Regions from separate parts of the Mus musculus genome. Here all the other regions are linked to region 1. A link is a contact called in public Micro-C and promoter capture Hi-C data. All regions are on one chromosome and are shown on one strand. Each heading gives the region's core, a stretch centred on a gene start, on an enhancer-like site or on the middle of the called end of the contact. The rest is flanking DNA. Distances are from core to core; before and after follow the strand shown. Region 1 holds the start of Anp32b (acidic (leucine-rich) nuclear phosphoprotein 32 family, member B). Region 2 holds the start of Tbc1d2 (TBC1 domain family, member 2). Region 3 overlaps Coro2a (coronin, actin binding protein 2A).

Region 1 (4,226 bases), core at 784-3,283:
AACTCATGGACGACTGCAGGTTGGATACGACTGCATACTGTCCCTCTTCCTCACACAGATCCATTAGTGACAGTGACATTAAGCACAGCAATATTTAACACCAGGCCCTGTGACAACAGCCCCTTCAGGCCCTTGGACTGAGAGTCCTGTAGACGTTGGTAGGGCGATGAGACACACCCTGTGCTGCCTGTGTTATTTATGCCTCTGGCAGTGAAGCCCCTGACAAAGCAGCATGTCACTGGGACACATGCTCTTTGTTCAGAGGTGCATGCCAGCACCGACTGTGCAGGAAGGCACAGTGCCCTGTCTGTAGTCGCTCTTCCTCTGACTCTCTGGCCTTCTTTTTTGTTGTTGTTGCATGCTGTGGCTGTGCTTATTAACTACTCTGTAGCTTAATCTTATTAAACATACATTCATCCTGTAGACTGTTTACCATGGGAAAGATAACAGTCTCAACATACTAGCTAGGATCAATCCCACCATCCTTGGGAGTTACCAGACTACTCCTCTCTCGCAGACCATACCTGCCACCAACAGCACATGACACCACCTGTGGGCTACCTGTTCTCATAGGGCCCTCAACTGTTTTCCATCCAGTGTACCAAAGTAAGAGTCCCCAACGGTGACTCACTCTAGACCAGGGTGGAGCAAAAATATGGCAGATTTGAACCAGACCTATAAAGCTTAACTTTGTTGGGCTACTGGTGATGATTAAACCTTAATTCCTCATTTTTTTTCAATTAAGATATCACCAACTTCATAGGGGTTGCCTGAAAGTTAAATGGGACATAACAGCGCAAGCTCTTAAAAGCCAATGCTCGGTGATTGATTATGGAAGCGCTTCAGTAGATTTTTTTTTTTTTTTTTTGAAAAGCTTTTTGCATAGCTCAGTGAAGCCTATCAGGTAATAGTTGGAGATCTTTTGTGACAAGGAGCACAGCACTCCCTTCCTTTCCCCACATTCTCCTGTCTTAGCCTTCCAGACTACCACGGAATTATGAGTGAATCTACACCTATAACTATTCACCTTTCCCCCATAACCTACACATCTTCTTTTCTCTTGAATTATTATTTCTGAATCTGATATATAATCATTTAAAAGTTTGGGCCTCTAAGGCAAAATGGGATGATAGGAAGAGGCTTCTTGCACTAAAATCTTAGGGTAATACCTAGATGATGTTTTTCTCCAGTAAACAGTAATCTTTAGTGCCTCTGGTTAATATCAGAGGTAGGCTCCTCATTTAACACAACGCCGTGTGCTTTAAATCCAGGGACCCTTAAAATTAGACTTTGACAAAGGCTGCCAACCCAGGACTCAACTTAATGGTGACCAAGAATGTATACATCTTCCACGGGTGCCCCAAGAGATAAAAGTCAGAAGGTGGGGACTGAGGCGTCATTAAAATTACTAATGGTTTCCTTCACTAGTGGCTCACATGTTTAAAAACAGTGTTTATGTATAGTTGTTTTCTGTCTCCTTGGCTAGTTTGTAGTTTAAGTACTGATAAAGTTCTAAAGTATATTAAATTTTTTATTTTTAAAAACAAACACGTGCCAAGGGGAAAGTTTCCTGAACTGGGGATGCTCAGATGCGGCGTGGCTTGGGCAAGAGGCTGGAGCTGCCTGCCCCTGCTGATGTTTTAGTACAACACGGCGGGGAAGCGAGCACAGCCTCACCAGGGTCCTCGATGGCACTTCTAACATCACTGGACCTAAAGGCAGCGAGGTCGGGCTATGGGCCTCAAAACTGGGAGGAACAGGGTGAACCCCAAAGCCACAGCCTCTGAGGGCGCCCGAAGGCTCAGGCGAAATTGGGTCCGGGAGAGCCCGGAAGAAGGCGCGAGGCTGAGCCTGCCCGTCGACCTCCAGGAGAGCGCGGGTGCCGGTGGGGGTGGGGGCGGGGGTCCCGGCACCGGAAGGTCTTACATCAGCCAGCCCACGTGCGACCCGAGGGCCAGGAGGCGCGCGCGACCCGGGAGGCGGCGCCGCAGTCCGGGCTGAGCTTAAGGCGGGTCCCGCCCCGCCCTCCGTGCGCCTCCCAAGTCCGCGCTGCAGCCCGGGCTCCCGAGCCGAGCGGCGCCGCGCAGGGCCGAGTGGAGCCGAGCAGCCGCCGCGTCGCGTCGCCGGTTTAAGCGCAGTGCGGGGCCTTGGCCGGGGGCGGCGGTAGTGAGGCCAGAGCCGCGCTCCAGCCCCCTTTTCCCTCCATGGTTTCTCTCCGCTCCCGCGAGTAACTTGGCTCCGGGGGCTCCGCTCGCCCGCACGCCCGCACGCCGCCCGGGGACCACGCCGCCGCCTCCTCCAGCCGCCTCCCTCCGACGGCCCTCGCCGCGCAGGCCGGGTCGCCTCTCCCCCCTCCGCCCCCGCCGCGGAAAGTTAAGTTTGGAGAGGGGGGACGAGGGGAACATGGATATGAAGAGGAGGATCCACCTGGAGCTGAGGAACCGGACCCCGGCAGCCGTAAGCAGAACCCCTCGGGCGCCCGCGCCCCCCGATGACTTGCAAGTAATGGTGGCCACCTGCGGGCCACCGGGCTCCGGCCGCGGCGCGGGGAAGGCGCTGCTCGCAGCTCGGACGGGGACAGGGAAGGCGGGCGGAAGGCGCGGAGGGGGGAGCGAGCGCGCGGGCTTTAACTCTTTGGCGCCCGCGGGCCCCCGCGGCCACGGGGAGGACGGCGGGTGGAGAAGCAAACTTTGAGCCGCTCGCCCGCCCGGTCCTCTCCCGGAGGGAGCGCTCGCGCGTGTGGCCGGCGGCGAGGGCGGGCGCGGGGGTTGTGTAACGCTGGGAGCCATGTTTGCAGCCTCCCGGGATGCGCGGCCGGGCGGAGGCCGGGCCTGCCGAGGCGCCGCGCCGCCGCCAGGCCCGCCGCGGGGCCGGGCCGGGTTCCATGCGCCCCGCGGCCGACAGGGCCTCGCCGCCGAGGAGGGTGTTCGGGTCCCTGAGGGGGGCGCGGAGCCCCCCTCGGGCGCGGCCTGGCGCGGAACGGGGGAGGGGCGGGCCTGGCGGCGGAGGTGGCGCAACCGCCGCCCCTCCCGAGGCCAAGTTTGAAAAAAGGATGCGCTTCCCGCCATTTTTTCAAGCCTAAAAAAATCCAACTTTGCCCCTCCTTTGCCCGGCTCGCCTTCGCCCTCGGCCTTGCCCACGCGGGCTCCCCGGGCCAGCCGGCCCGGCACCGTCACCGCCGCGGTGGCTTCGCCCTCCCCCGCGCCGCCGCCCGGGGCCTTGCCCGAGAGGGAGGCCGGCCCCTCGGTGTGGGCGGCCGGCGGCTCCGCGCGCCAGCCGGGGCGCGCCACAGCGCCATGTTGGCGGGCGCCGTCTTCCTCCGCCGGGTGAGCCGGCCGCCCTCGCGCTGCCTGTCGGTCCCCGGGCTGCCCCCGCCCCGCGGGGCTCGTCTCCGCGCGCACTGGAAGCGCGGCGCTCGGCCACCGCCGCCTCGTCCCCTCGCGGGCGCCCTCCCCCTTCTTAAAAGGGCAACGGTGGCCGACGCGGGGCTGGGGCGGCCTGGGCCCCGCACGTGCTCCACGCGGCGGCCTCTGCGGCCGGCTGTGCGCAGGCCGCGGGCCCGACGCCGCTCTCGTGCGCTGCGGCGCGCGTGGGCTCGACCCTGGGCCCACGAGGTCGAGCGGGACAGGCGGCCTGGGCTGGCGCCCTCAGGTGACTATGGCTAACAAGTTGGGAACTTGTGGCGGTGGCGTGCCCGAGGCTTTGTGTTTGGAAAGGCCTGCCACAGGCCTTGAGGTCGGCCCCGCAGAAGTGTGGGGCGGTCCCTGAGGACTGATTGGGTGGTGTCCCTGTTCCCGGGGCCCTGAACATTTCACCGGCACGTGTCCCTTCCATCCCTCCGTCAGACATTTTGTGCCCACCACGTGCTGGGAAATTGAGTTGTTAGACCATCTTCTTCCTTGAACTTGAAACGATGAGTTCATGCCTTGAGCTTTTCACTCTAGTCAGCCACAAAAATCAATAGAGTAGGAAGTAACTAAATTTAGGTAGAGTACTCATTTTCACCTTAAATCCTCTTGACTACGTCTGGCCAGAGCCATGGAATTAGACGTGAATTAGGGACTACACTTTTAAAGCGCCCACAAGCAACAAGTGGTTGATGGAGAAAGCACTGGGCCCCCTTGTTCTCTTGAACCACTGATTTATTGCGTTTTCAGCTTACAGTATGGCAGGGCCCGACAAACCTGCGGAAACGAGTGTCCCCTGCCCTCCTGGTCCTCGGACTT
Region 2 (4,226 bases), core at 1,008-3,507, 200 kb after region 1:
CAACCCGATAGACCCCAGACAGACACAAGCACCTCGTTTTACTCCTGAACTCATTCGACATGTTCGACGGAGACCGACCCTGTGACGGGCAGGCCAGCACTCGAGAGGCAGCCCTTAGATCTAACCAGAGTTTACTTCAGATGGCACGGGTCTGGATGTTTTCTTCACCGTGAGGCCTCTTCTGTCTGCGCTATTGCAACCAGGCCACCTGCCAATTCCTATACCCTGCATCCACAGGCCTAACATCTCTGTCATCTGCATTTTCTCCAGGGCCACAGCTCCTGCTCAGCCACCATCCCCTCCTGGGCTCTCTGCTTACCAGCTTCTCCTTATCCCAATTTGCTCTCTGCCCAACAGCCAGGCTGAGCTCTCTGAGCACTCTAATCTCATTGTACTCTCTTAGCTTAAGGCTCTCAGACAGCTTCTACAGCCTAGAAACAAAGTCCAAGGCCCTGGCCTCACTCCCCAGTGTCACCCCCTTCACCTCCATCCTTTGGGCACCTATGTATGCCAGGCTCCTGTTGCTTGCCTGTGACTCGTACTTACACTATGTTTCCCACCTGTCTGCCTATGCTCTCTCAGCATCATCGTCTCTCTCCCATCACCACTTGTTTAAAGTGACGATGTCTTTCTGAAAAGCTCCCCTCCTCATTTGGAGGAGCCGATCCCTCTGTCACCACACTGTTACTGTCCAAACTCTTCGCAGAGTCTCCATGAGGCACTTACCCATGCCTGCCAGTTTCCCCATCACACCTCGAGCTGTTTGAGAATGCGGTGCAGAGTTGAGCAAGTCTGACTTGATCCACACCCCAAAGCCTAGCACAGAGCCAGGCATATGTATGGACTAACCAAAAAAATAAAAATAAATAAATAAATCATGTGCTGAGGGACCCTGACCAACAGCACTTGTCTTGTGGAAGGAACACAAGACCTAAGCCCACATGACCTCTAAAATGTCCTTTCTTGTTTAAAAATTGGATTCCAGCCTAGCCAACTGGCCACACTGCCAGGAAAGGAGAACTACACCTCCCGGCATCCTAGTATCTGAACAGCTGCAGGTTGAGGACATAGGGAGACAGAGACCAGGCAGTGGAAAGAAAGACCTTCATCCTTGCACTCCTCTGCCTAGAGAACTAACCTAAGCCCACATCCATCTTCCCAGACAGGTAACAGGACACTTCCCCTTAACATGATAGATAGGTTCTGACCTGTGGCTCCATCACTCCGTGTGTGCATACGTGTTTATTCAAAAGGCATTTACTAAGAACTCACTAGTTCAGGCATGCCTGGATGAACAATCTAGGCCCATCAGTGAACTTACATATTTTCCTTCCTAATCCCTACCCATGTCTGCATTCCCTCCCGTTGGCCAAAACACCAAGATATGAATCAGATCCTGGCCTCAGCGAGTGCAACCACAGTACCCTGACTGCTTCAATACCAGGTTTGATAACAGCACTGGAAGATTCCAAAAAGTGAGCCACAGCATTGTAAATGCCTGGGCTGGGCCATTCCCTTTTGTCTATGAATCAGTTTCTTAATGCATAAAAGGAGTCCCTCACCCTTGCCTGTGGGAAGGCAATAAGGAAATGGTGTGAAAGCTAAGTGGGACAGCTCCAGGCTCTGGGGCACTGACTGGATGGTGATCACCGTCCGGGTTAATTTGCGGTGGCCATGCATTGGCCCTGAAAACTAGCTCGAGCTGTAAAGTGCGGAGTTCCACTTACCTTGAGGGTAATAACCCGGCTGGGAGTCTTGATTTCAAAAGTGCCCTCCTCCTCAGCGTCCGCCTTACAGTCAAAGACCGCACTGGAGAGATCGATGCTGTCCAAGGGGTTTGCATCCTGCGCGGTGCGCGAATAATACAGGTGGCACTTCCTCTCATCGTAGAAGAACCAGCGGCATTTCCAGCCCTTGATGGGTCCTTTGCCGCCAAACTTACTTAAATACCCACAGAGTTTCTTAGGGACCGTGTCTAGAGGCCGGGCGCAGCCCTCCGAATCCCCGGGAGATACCACCTCGGGCTCCCTGGCCAAGCCCGGAGGCTGTGTGGACTCCGAGGAAGAGGGAGTGCGCTCGGGGGCGTCCTCCATCGCTGCTGGCCCGCTGCACAGGCCTGCGGCACTGGAATGCGGGAGGTCCGACGGGCACCTGGGAACCGGCGATACCTGGCTGGGGCGGAGCCGGTCCGGTCCAGCCCCTAGAAGAAGGCGGAGAGCACCCCTGCCGGCGCCGGAGAGAGCGCCTTAGACACTTGACAGCAAACTCAGCGCAGGACGGCAGGCCACGCCCCTGTCACGCGAGGACCGCCCCGGGTCCCGCCCACCAAGCCAACTTCCGGCTTTTCCTCCGCGCTGTCGGCCATGTTGCTTCGTTCGCCCGCGGCGCGTGCGGGCGCCTCTGTTTAAAAACAAGGCTTTTTCTTTCTCCGAGGCGCTTTAAGCGTGGGGAGGGATGCAGGAAGCCAGGCCAAGCTACGTGGCCGTGGGGTTCGCGTGGAGGCGCTGGAGCATGGCGTCCTCTCCAGCCGCCACTCTACGGGTGCCGCGCGAGTCACCGCGGGACGGCGCATCGCGCAGCCATTGGCCGAGCGCTCCGTTTCCGATCCTGAACCTAAAAGTTTGGAAGTTTTCCCAGTCACCTCCCGCGATCGCTCTGGTCGGACACCACCTCCTCCACCACCCCTGCCTCGGCTCGCATTTCACCTTACAGCCCCAGTCGCCTTACCTCGGGCGCCTTGTTGCACTGGCGGGAACGCGGAGCACCGCGAGGACAGAGCAGAGCTTTAAATAGCAGGGCTAGGATCCAACTGATTCCCTCAACCTCCTGCCTCAGTTTACCAAAGCGCCCCGAGGCGTGTTTCGCCACTAGATCGATACACCTTGTTCTGGTTCACCTCTCTTCTGGAGTCTCATCTTTCTTGCCGGTTACTTTGCCCGTCACCTCAACTCCCTTGTGCGATCCGTTTACAGGCAAGGGTTTTTTAGTGGAAGTATGGCAGTAGCGACCCTCTCTGAGTACCTGTATATTTTTAAGATTCTCTATCGTTGAGCGACTTTGCTAAGGTTTTCTCACATAAGGATGGGCAGGGCTCACACCTACCCTTCCCTCCACAACAAGAGAATTTATGGTGAAACTAAGGAGCCCTCCTAGACTTGGAGAGGCCACTGGGCGTTGGATTTTGTAGATGGGGAAGGTTACAAATCAGTATTGTCTACTAAATACCAGGCGCTCGCGCGGGGGCGGGGGGGTCTTTTTTATTGGAAACAGATTATTTTCTCATCCCAAATCAACATTGGCCATCGTACCTCTGTTGATAATTTTGCATTTTTAAGAAATCCTTCAGTACTTCCTTGATCCACACCTGTCTATCCTCAGAACTGTTTTTGATAGTATGCCCGAAGCTCCAAATACAGAAGGTAGAAAAGGGTGAGTCTTCATTAAATGTTGGCTGCAACTGAAAGTCAATAAACGACTTAAAAGCTGTAAGCCACCAAGAGGACAATAGGGTGTTTAGCAGAATTCACACCACTGAAAACTGGAAAATGCTACAATTAAATTATTGTTTAAGACAGGATCTCATACAGCACAGGCTGGGCTCAAGCTTGCTGTGTAGCCAAATATGACTTTGAATTTTGAACAGTCCTGCCATTGGCAGCAGAGCCAGACACAGCAGCTGTGAGTTCTCGCAAACCTTTAGGGACCACAACCCACATGAAACTGAATCCTCACCTGTATTGCAGAGACGAGCTTGCGGATGAACCAGTAAGAAGCAGATCGGAGTGTTTTAAAAAGGTGCCCAGGAGACCCTAGAGTATGAGTGTGGACTTCTCACAGTCTTACTTTAGGGACTTAGCTCTAGCCATATGTACTATTTTGGTGGCTTCAAGTGACATCTCAAAGGATTACTAAGAAATTTTATTTTGGACCTCCTTTCCAATAGTGAGAGACTGGCTCTGGAGGTACCTTGGCTGGAATTACAATATGATAAGATAAAGCCAGGATCAATTAGAGTTACACAAGACACTTAGAACATCTCTTACCCCAGAGGGGCTTTCTAGTAAGATTCCTAAAAAATTACAGGTTTACCAATAGGAAGAGAGAAAGGCCTGAAGCAGTTGTTCCTCATCTTGATATTCTCAGCAAGCAAGAGACTTCAACCAGACTCAGGAGTGAAAGGCTGCTTCCTGTAGCTGAATAATTTTCCCAGTTTTTTACCTTGCTAC
Region 3 (4,226 bases), core at 862-3,361, 130 kb after region 1:
CATGGTTTGATGATTCTGCCATTCAAACTTTTAGGTATGCCACAGATTTAATTCGAGCTAAGCGATTTGTCGCGGCCATTATTCTGGGCATATCTGCTTTGATTGCTATTATTACTTCCTTTGCTGTAGCTACTACTGCCTTAGTTAAAGAGATGCAAACTGCTACGTTTGTTAATAATTTTCATAGGAATGTTACATTAGCCTTATCTGAACAAAGAATAATAGATTTAAAATTAGAAGCTAGACTTAATGCTTTAAAAGAAGTAGTTTTAGAGTTGGGTCAAGATGTGGCAAATTTAAAGACCAGAATGTCCACTAAGTGTCATGCAAATTATGATTTTATCTGCGTTACACCACTACCATATAATGCTTCTGAGAGCTGGGAAAGAACCAAGGCTCATTTACTGGGCATTTAAAATAACAATGAGATTTCATATAACATACAAAAATTAACCAACCTAATTAGTGATATGAGCAAACAACATATTGACGCAGTGGACCTTAGTGGCTTGGCTCAGTCTTTTGCCAACGGAGTGAAGGCTTTAAATCCATTGGATTGGACACAATATTTCATTTTTATAGGAGTTGGAGCCCTGCTTTTGGTCATAGTACTTATGATTTTCCCCATTGTTTTCCAGTGCTTTGCAAAGAGCCTTGACCAAGTGCAGTCAGATCTTAACGTGCTTCTTTTAAAAAAGAAAAAAGGGGGAAATGCCGCGCCTGCAGCAGAAATGGTTGAACTCCCGAGAGTGTCCTACACTTAGGAGAGAAGCAGCCAAGGGGTTGTTTCCCACCAAGGACGACCCGTCTGCGTGCACGCGGATGAGCCCATCAGACAAAGACATACTCATTCTCTGCTGCAAACTTGGCATAGCTCTGCTTTGCCTGGGGCTATTGGGGGAAGTTGCGGTTCGTGCTCGCAGGGCTCTCACCCTTGATTCTTTTAATAACTCTTCTGTGCAAGATTACAATCTAAACGATTCGGAGAACTCGACCTTCCTCCTGGGGCAAGGACCACAGCCAACTTCCTCTTACAAGCCACACCGACTTTGTCCTTCAGAAATAGAAATAAGAATGCTTGCTAAAAATTATATTTTTACCAATAAGACCAACCCAATAGGTCGATTATTAATCACTATGTTAAGAAATGAATCGTTACCTTTTAGTACTATTTTTACTCAAATTCAAAGGTTAGAAATGGGAATAGAAAATAGAAAGAGACGCTCAACCTCAGTTGAAGAACAGGTGCAAGGACTAAGGGCCTCAGGCCTAGAAGTAAAAAGGGGAAAGAGGAGTGCACTTGTCAAAATAGGAGACAGATGGTGGCAACCAGGGACTTATAGGGGACCTTACATCTACAGACCAACAGATGCCCCGCTACCATATACAGGAAGATATGATTTAAATTTTGATAGGTGGGTCACAGTCAATGGCTATAAAGTGTTATACAGATCCCTCCCCTTTCGTGAAAGGCTCGCCAGAGCTAGACCTCCTTGGTGTGTGTTAACTCAAAAAGAAAAAGACGACATGAAACAACAGGTACATGATTATATTTATCTAAGAACAAGAATAAACGTTTGGAAAAAGATTTTTCATTATACCAAGGAGGGGGCAGTGGCTAGACAATTAGAACACATTTCTGCGGATACCTTTGACATAAGGTATAATAAATAACCTTTATGAGCCCAACCTTGCGGTTCCCAGGGTTCAAATAAGTTCTTGGTCACAAACTGTTCTTAAAACAAAGATGTGAGACAAGTGGTTTCCTGACTTGGTTTGGTATCAAATGTTTTGATCTAAGCTCTGAGTGTTCTATTCTCCTATGTTCTTTTAGAACTTATCCAAGTCTTATGTAAATGCTTATGTAAACCATGATATAAAAGAGTGCTGATTTTTTGAGTAAACTTGCAACAGTCCTAACATTCACCTCTCGTGTGTTTGTGTCTGTTCGCCATCCCGTCTCCGCTCGTCACTTATCCTTCACTTTCCAGAGGGTCCCCCCGCAGACCCCGGTGACCCTCAGGTCGGCCGACTGCGGCAGCTCCCCACTGAGGCTTGCTCTTGTCTTTGTCTTCTCAGCTACGCAGGGCTTTCTTGAATGGGGAACCTGGCACAGGCATCCTGGTGGCCTAGGTGTCTCCTCTGCTGCAGGACATGACAGAGAGACCTCCCCCACCCCAGTTCCAGGCAGTAATGGCTCTTGCTAACCACTGTCCACTTTTGGAGAAGGGCAAGCCCAGGTTCCTGTACTCCATCCAACAAAGGGAACAAACATCATGCAGCCCGAGCATGCAGTGAGCCGAGCCTCGTGGAGGAAGACTGGGGGGAAAGGGCTTGATTTACTTAGGAAACTCGGCGATCCTACCCGCACTGCAGGAATCCAGGTGTGCTGGTACACATCTGTTATCTCAGCCACTTGAGAAGTAGAGACAGAAAGGTCAGAAGCTCAAGGCCCTCCTCAGCTATACAGTGAATCCAAGGCCAGAAATTAAAAATGTAAGGAATGGCAACTTTCACGGAGTCCTTGCTGCAAGTCAGGCTTGGATGTAAGGGGTTTGCAATCAGAGTGTCCTGGGCTCTGGGAAGGGCTGGAGTAGGGCAGAAGTGTTCACTCTGCTTCACTTCTCGGGGTGGCATTTGTGTGTGTGTGTGCGTGCACGTGTGCATGTATGTGCTGGGTGGCGGGGAGTGGTGCCACATGTCCCTGTAACTAGGAGAGATCAGAGAAAAGTCTGTTGTACGCTGAAGCCCACCATTTTCTAACTCTTGCTGAGTCTAATTCTATGCCAGACCCACTAGCTCTTTCTCTCAGACGGGCACTGCACAAGGAGGCGAGAGTAAGGCACATAGAGTCCCAGTGGTGACCAGGCTCAGTCAGAGCTAGCTTGGCTCCCTGCCTCCCTCTCCACACCTTTCCTGCTCAACTCTGAGGGTTTGGCTTGCATCCTGCCAGTGTTGGAGAACTCAGTCCTCTGGGAGGGCAATTTTCTGGCTTCTGCTGCCATCAGTCCCTGGAGCCCCAGCAGCCATCTGTGGCTTCCACAGTAACAGCCTCACAGACGTCGGAGGTCCCTGACCACGGGCTACTGGGACAGCTCGGGTGTAGGCTGGAAACTTCCTTGTGGGACCGTTTCCTGTTTCCTCTCCGGTTTCTGGTTGTCTTCCTTGGGTGTGTCAAACTGTCACCTCACCCAGTCTGGATCCACACATCCTAGGTGGGAGCTGAGGACCCTCAGTACAGCAGGTCCTCCATAATTTAGAATGATCACACAGCAAGATCCAGGAGGGGAAACTGAGGCAGCATGCTCGTGACTGCCAGGGCAGAACTGGGAACAGGAATCAGGTCTGGAAGTCTTCTAAGACAGCGAACAAAGTTTCCTTTCATCGTGTGCCTGGTTACAGCACCAAATATTTCCCCTCTTATCTCTACCACGCTAAGTAATAGTGGGAACTTGTTTGTGGAGGGACAAATTCCAAGGATGGCTGGCAAAGGAGAAAAGGCCTTATGTGGAAAGGTCAGGGGTCACCCACATTATCAGAATCCTCTTGGGGGGTCAGAGCTTCTTTTCCCTTTAAAAGAAGGGCCTCATTATGTGGCTCAGGCTGGTCTTGAACACAGCCCGCAGCCTTCCACATTTTGGGGTTAACTGGTGCGTGCCACCTCACCCAGCTTTGCCCTCGGGCTTTTGAAAGGTGAGGTGCTTTGACTGAGAGAGGCTTGGGTTGAAAACATGGGGTTTCTGGGGGCCAGGAGAGAAGATAAATCCAGGGATTTTTCCTGTTGGCAAGGCCAGCAGTCCTAAGTGCCATGGGGTGAACCTGAACACATCGCTTTATCCAGCATCTTCCCAAGGCTGACAGGTTAGTGTCAGGTAGGACTTTATATTCACAGTTGGCAGTACATGTGTGTCTGCGTGTGCATGCACACACTTGTACACGTGTGCAAGTGTGTAACAGAGATCCATCTCAACTATGGGGGCGAAGCCAAGAGGAGACCACAGGTTTAGCACAGGCTATGAGCTTCTTTGTTTGTTTGTTTGTTTGAAACACATTCTCATATATCCTAGGCTGGCCTCAAACTCACTGTGAAGGGTGACTTTGAAGCTCTGCTCCTTCTGTGTGCTGGTATTATACCTGAATAGCATTCCACTTCCAAATTTTAAAAAAAAATTATTTTTATGTATATAGGTGTTTTGCCTGTGTGCATGCCTGGTACTCTTGGAGGT

What was found. Hi-C and Micro-C count contacts between places; a contact is called where the count stands out from the background. Capture Hi-C pulls out chosen DNA fragments and counts their contacts.
Region 2: a contact with region 1 is called in a promoter capture Hi-C map of pancreatic islet. The contact joins the promoter of Tbc1d2 here to the promoter of Anp32b in region 1. A contact is called at or near these places in 2 of 39 promoter capture datasets (the C10 cell line and pre-B cells), 8 of 484 Hi-C or Micro-C datasets (CD4 T cells, embryonic stem cells, muscle stem cells and 2 more), 1 of 115 datasets of contacts at active chromatin or transcription factors (embryonic stem cells) and 3 of 9 other capture datasets (adipose tissue, liver and pancreatic islet).
Region 3: a Micro-C map of the G1E-ER4 cell line shows a contact between it and region 1, with 3 times the contacts expected there. The contact joins the enhancer-like site here to the promoter of Anp32b in region 1. A contact is called at or near these places in 2 of 39 promoter capture datasets (neutrophils and pre-B cells), 1 of 484 Hi-C or Micro-C datasets (the G1E-ER4 cell line) and 1 of 115 datasets of contacts at active chromatin or transcription factors (the 230-238 cell line).

Annotation. Positions count from the first base shown.
Region 1 is chr4:46,448,893-46,453,118 of GRCm38.p6, forward strand. Anp32b (acidic (leucine-rich) nuclear phosphoprotein 32 family, member B) reads left to right here and starts at 2,034. Exons shown (of 7, transcript NM_130889.3): 1 at 2,034-2,457. The coding sequence starts at 2,404.
Region 2 is chr4:46,647,942-46,652,167 of GRCm38.p6, forward strand. Tbc1d2 (TBC1 domain family, member 2) reads right to left here and starts at 2,258. Exons shown (of 13, transcript NM_198664.3): 1 at 1,728-2,258. The coding sequence starts at 2,093.
Region 3 is chr4:46,583,005-46,587,230 of GRCm38.p6, forward strand. All of the region lies in intron 1 of Coro2a (coronin, actin binding protein 2A), which reads right to left. Among named protein-coding and RNA genes, the nearest start is that of Coro2a, 17 kb to the right of the region's middle. Within about 2 kb of position 2,112, at least 46 of the 459 cell types and tissues checked have an H3K27ac peak or open chromatin away from gene starts, as enhancers often do. A contact at or near this core is called in the G1E-ER4 cell line and pre-B cells, where this site is marked.